Regions from separate parts of the Sus scrofa genome. Here region 1 is linked to region 2. A link is a contact called in public HiChIP or PLAC-seq data. All regions are on one chromosome and are shown on one strand. The core of a region is the stretch at or near the end of the contact, and the rest is flanking DNA. Distances in the headings are between cores, read along the strand shown.

Region 1 (3,029 bases), core at 430-2,929, 150 kb after region 2:
CAGGATAAGGCATACTGTTAGTCCAGTGGTTGGCAGGAGGAGAAACCCCACAGCCAGTGTGCCTTGTGCATACTGAATAGCAGAGCAGAAACCCCAGGCATGCATGAGCTCTTCAGTCACTCCTAAGAATCCCCATATCCAAGAAACTGGAAGATAAATAGCAAAATTGCCATGCCGTGAGGGGTTGAGAGACTGGAAGAAAGGGAAAAAGTTTGTATTTCAGTACTTATAAAGTCACTTCTTTTACTACTTTTTAAGTAAGGAGCCCTGCATTTCCATTTTGCACTGGGCCTTCTCAGCTCTGGAGCCAGTGCTACCCGTAGAGGAGTGGCCCCTGCCTACCTCTGCAGCTTCATCTCCCCCACTCTCTCCCTCTCATGCTCTGCTCACCCAGCCTGGAGCTCTTGTGGGGCCAAGACCACGCCAAGCTCAGTCCTGCCACTTGGCCCATACTTTACTGTTTCCTCTGCCAGGAACATTCTTCCTCATATCTCTCCATGGTCACTTCCTCATTTTGATTTTCTTCCTCAAATGTCACCTCCTGATCCTAATCCCAACCAGTCACCACCTTATCTATTCAGCCAATGAAAAGGCCACTCCGTGCTGATCCCTTATTATCTCCTTAGCCTATTTTCCCTCTAAATCCTTAAAGCTGGTCAACATGTGGTAAATATGTGCTTGGGTTTTGTTTTTTGTTGTCATTGTTTTTAACTACTTGTTTTCTCACTAGAATTCTATGAGGTCTGGGACTTTTCTGTGTTCATCTCATCTTCAGTGACTAGAATAGTGCCAAGTATACAGTCAGTGCTTAATAAATATGCCTTGGTGAATGAATGAACTAACCCATATCCGTCATTCCTCATTCCTCTTGCTCATGAATTTCCTTTAGAGGAGAGAGAAAACCATCTTCCGAAGAGCCTCCCCAAACCGAAGCCTATTATCTATTCAGTTATTAGTTTAAAATTGACCACATGCAGTGATTTGTCATTGATCATTTACAGTGATTTGTTGATGCCTATTTTGTTGGAGCCATGTTGGACTCTACAGAGAGTACCCTTATTAAGACCATCCTCATTTTTCATTCATAAAATTGTTTAGAGCATTCAATTTTCTAATATTTCCCTTCCATCACACTTGGAATTCACATTGTCTTAAGTTCTGTATACATTCGTTCTGAGTGATACTATTCAATTTGGGAATGGAAGCTTTTTTGCTTTTCAATTATAACAACTTTTTCTAAAGTACCATCCACAAAACTTGTCCTCTGGTGCCATCTCAGAGTTATCACAAAAATGCTATGGGTATTCTTCAAGGAGGAAATGCCCCAGCTCTGTCTGTCTATGATGCCATTGCACTTGGCTCCTTTGCTTCTTTTTAATGCTGTTACAAGTGGCTGCCCAGTAGCTGCCCAGTCACCTCATTTTCCCTTGGCGTTCCTCCAGCAGGCTTTGTCCACAGCTGTGGATGTCTGCCCCTGGGAAGGAGCCTGAGCTGGGGCCCAAACTCCCTCTGAGAACCTACTTGGCATCCTATTCTCCCCGGCCCCTCTGCAGGTTCCCTTGGCATCAGCTGGTACTGGCACCAATCCAAGCTTGTAATGAAATTAGTATAAATGACACCAGTGGCCTCTTCTAGAACCTCTGTGATTCCTTTAAATGGACATGACCCTTCCCTCACCCCACTGGCGCCACATAAGCCAACACCCCCAAGTTTGGAAGCCTGGATTCCTCTTGGTGCTTCCCACTGTTTACAGCTTCCCGGCCAAATTCTCTAGCCCTGTGAACTTGTTTTCATCCAAGTCAGCTGAATCCAGTTTAGCAGGAAACGTTTTATGACGTCAAGAAGATCTTCAAATATGTGTTGCCCTCTGCCAGAGCTGGGCTAATTCTTTTGAAATCAGGCCACTTAATGATTCTTGCTGTTATTTAAAGACAAAATGAATAAAGACAAAACGAATAAAGAAAGAGAAATCACAGTCCTGTGGGAAGACAGGAGGAAGCAGAGCATTCTTGTTTTGCTGCTGGCTTTTATAGATGTTTTTGAGTGAAACAGACTTAGGGTTTGGGACCATTGATGAGGTAGAAAAAAACCTCATAAATCAGTCAGTTATGGATAAGTAATGAGGCCCTACTGTACAGCGCAGGGAACTCTATGCAAACTCTTGGGATAGACCGTGATGGAAGATAGTAAGAGAAAAAGAATGTATATATATATGACTGGGTTACTATCAGAAATTGGCACAACATTATAAATCAACCATAGTTTAATTTTAAAAATTAAAAAAATAAATCTGTGGCAAGAAAAAGCAGACTAATTTATATGAGAAAATAACCACCCAAAGGACCAGAATATAATTTGCTCCATTACTCTCTCAAGTCCTCAAATGATACATTTAATTCAAAAATAGGACAATGTAGCATTCCCGTCATGGCTCAGTGGTTAATGAATCCGACTAGCATCCATGAGCACGCAGGTTCGATCCCTGGCCTTGCTCAGTAGGTTAAGGCTCTGGTGTTGCCGTGAGCTGTGGTGTAGGTCGCAGACACAGCTTGGATCCTGCATTGCTGTGGCTGTGGTGTAGGCCAGAGGCTGTAGCTCCAATTGGACCCCTAGTCTGGGAATCTCCATATGCCACGGATGCGGCCCCCCCTCCAAAAAAAAAAATAGGACAATGTTGTGGAAGCTGTCTTCTCTTTGAGCAGTCTCATTGGGACTTGGCTTCTTGAGGGTGGAAAAGGCCCTCTCCCAGGTAGAACCTGGGTGGTCAGGCTTACTCTTACAGCTTTCCATGCAAGTCTTACTGTGTGTTATGTCTTGTTACTCTTTGGGCTGGAGTGACAGATGGAGGAGGCAGGGAGGGCAGGGACAGGGGCAGCCTGCTTTGAATATGAGGGAGCTGAGGGGAACCTGTTACGGAATTTTCTCTGCTTATTCATCCTAGCCCCATTCATTATCCCAACTCTGTTTCATTCTCTCGATGAGTGTTAAATCAGGTACTTTCCATCCTAACATGAGCAGCTAAGTTTTGA
Region 2 (2,777 bases), core at 206-2,705:
TGCTTATGAGTCTCTCCCTTGAAATCTCATTGTTCTTCTGGGTTTCATTTTTACTTTGCTTACTCCCCCTTGAGTCTGCTGGAAGCCTTAAACAGAAAACAGAAAAGGATACTTTTGATTCCATATGCTCATGCAGTATGCCATTTTGGAGAAAGCTCAGCTACTGCATTTATTTCTGTGCAAAATTTTCTGCCTGGGCTTTTGTCCCTTTCCATGCAATTTTTTTCAGAGACTCTCATCTGCTTAGAATTCTGAAGCCCATTAAATCAGAAACATGCTTTAAGAATATGTCCTTTAAGAAAACCACTCATTGAAAGCTGAGTCTTCTAAAAAAAAAATCTTAATATTTCTTATTCAGTTTAGTTCAAATGCAAACAAGTTCTTCAACTCAGTATGACATTGAGACTCTAAAAAAAGAATGTTGCCTGAAAAAATGATCAAAAATAACACGGAGAAGTGTATTCCTATCATACCTGTTCTTTGCTTTCCTTGTTGCTTTAGTCTCATCTTTTGGCCAAATAAATAAAGTACATGGAGCACCATTAAAGAATGATGGACCCTTTACCTAAATATTTTCCTGGAACCACCTTCCCTCTTATTCCGTTGTCCTACTAGCAAAACTGTCATGTCAGTGAGTAAATATTCCCTTCTTAAACTGAAGTTCTATTTTTTGCTCCCACTTGCCAAAGTCAGCATGATTTGAACATTCCTCTTCACCTAGTATCAGTCCCCATCAGATAACCATTAAATGAATAGAAGCTGCAGGTTAGGAGGAATGCTAACAATGCAGATAAAGTCCTGATATCTGGCATCTGTGAATTAATTCAGCCAGATCACAGCCCAGGAGGGTGGCTGTCAAAGGGAGCAAGGGTGCTTGGGAGGCTTGGCTTGGTGCCTGTAACTTACAGCACCTTCCCCCAGGCTAAGCAGCCTGGCATTTCATATCTAAAGTCACCACAGGAATGAGACAAATTCCCCTGTCCTATCTGGCAACTGCTCACCGTGGCAGATTAACTCCCTGTGACTGTCAGGGAAACAGTCACGTATATTCACCCACAGGAATGAATTAAAATGACTCTGAGGGAGCCACTGACCCAGCTAAGCACTGAGAAAAAGGGTCAGTTGACCTCTTAATCCATTCTCTATATTGGTTTCAGACTCAGAGTTCCAGAGCCTATTAAGTCTGGTAATACAAGAGGCAAAGTTCTTTTCCCCTGAATATTTTAAAGCAATCACAATCTATTGCCTGTTTCTAGGTTGTCAAGAAAATATACAAGCAGAGCCTCAGGGAATTTGAGTTCTAATCTTAGCCCTCTGCTACATCTATGATCTGTCTGAAGAGGCTACTTTCTGACTGAGATTTACCTTCACCGTCAGAACCCACTGTTTTGAGTATCTGAGCCTGGAAGCCTAGGTGTTTTGCATTCTCCACTCATGGTTTTTAGGCAGAGGAACACTTGTGTATTCCTGACTTTGACCAGTAGATGGAAGCATTTTTGATTGTGTGGCACCTCTAGCTTCTCAGACTTAAAAAGAAATATCTTTGATTTCCAGGAAAAGCTGAGACGCTGAATCACCAGATTCGTCTGACATAGTATCTTATTGGTGTATAGAATGTCTTCCCAAATAAAAAGGACAGTGAATATTTTGAAATAATAAGGGAAGAATTTAGGAAATACTTAGGGTTTATTTTCAATAGTCACAACCACCTAATTCTCTTAATTCCCTCACATTCTTTTAATTAAGCAATATAAAATGATGATCGTGATTTATAACAACCTATAATTCAGAATGAATAAAATTCTCCTTAAACCTCAAGTGTTTCATAAATACTCCATCTTTAACCAAAGACCAGTAAAAGTGTTTAACATAGTTATTCTGCCCAGATGGCTAAAAAACTGGGTTCTAAAGCAAACTATCTTTCCACTGAGAACTTATTACAGTATCTCATTTACCTAAGTTTCTTAAGGTTGTCAGATTTTAATTTAGAAACCATATGATATTTTTGACAGAAATGTCAAGGAGATTGTAGGTCATTACCAATCATTGACAGTCATTCAAATGTGGGCCAATTATTTTTCTTGACATAGTTGATAATGGGACTGATAGTGAAACTGAAATTTAATCACTCTCTTACTCTCTACTTTCTGAAGCTGAAACTCAAATAAATCCTTGAAAGACTTTTCTATCACTGAAAGAGTCCACAGCCCATACTTTGAATCATACCAGAAGGAAGACTAGCAGCCCTTGTTGGTATTATAAATCTTATACTAGAGCATTCTCCAGTAAAAACTCCAGTGTTCTCTGATATTAAATGAATAATGAATGAATTTCCCATTTTTAACTCCAAATGTGCTTCTATTTTGGAAAATCCTATGTATAGTCCGCTGGTCCATTTACCTTTCTCAGAAACCTGCAGCATGCCTTGAAGTCACTTTTTCCTTTATTCTCACAGTCATCAACAAATACTGCCAGTTTGGTTTCCTAATGTGTTTACAACCCAGCACTTCTCTCCATCTTCATGGCCACCAGGTCAGATGAGGTCAGATCCAGCCACCAAGGTGTTTCTCGTGGACTCTTGGCAATTGCCTCTAATTGGATAACTTCATGACTAATGAATTATGAATATACAAACAATAAGATGTAAAAGTATAAAAGTATCAAAATATGAAGGGTTAACATAAATTCATAGATGGTAAGCTTTTAGCAGACAGCTGAGGGATCTGAGGAACACATTTAATGTTTTAAAACTGGTGTCAACCAACACCAGTCCCTGG

Evidence for each region. HiChIP or PLAC-seq counts read pairs in DNA pulled down with a chosen protein or histone mark.
Region 1: a contact with region 2 is called in an H3K27ac HiChIP or PLAC-seq map of skeletal muscle. The contact joins two enhancer-like sites. A contact is called at or near these places in 3 of 47 Hi-C or Micro-C datasets (fibroblasts, omental adipose tissue and subcutaneous adipose tissue) and 1 of 2 datasets of contacts at active chromatin or transcription factors (skeletal muscle).

Annotation. Positions count from the first base shown.
Region 1 is chr1:132,456,427-132,459,455 of Sscrofa11.1, forward strand. All of the region lies in intron 1 of LOC110261468 (a long non-coding RNA gene), which reads right to left. Among named protein-coding and RNA genes, the nearest start is that of RASGRP1, 240 kb to the right of the region's middle. Within about 2 kb of position 1,680, at least 22 of the 83 cell types and tissues checked have an H3K27ac peak or open chromatin away from gene starts, as enhancers often do. A contact at or near this core is called in skeletal muscle, where this site is marked.
Region 2 is chr1:132,311,271-132,314,047 of Sscrofa11.1, forward strand. The region is part of intron 1 of LOC110261468 (a long non-coding RNA gene); the gene reads right to left. Among named protein-coding and RNA genes, the nearest start is that of RASGRP1, 390 kb to the right of the region's middle. Within about 2 kb of position 1,456, at least 19 of the 83 cell types and tissues checked have an H3K27ac peak or open chromatin away from gene starts, as enhancers often do. A contact at or near this core is called in skeletal muscle, where this site is marked.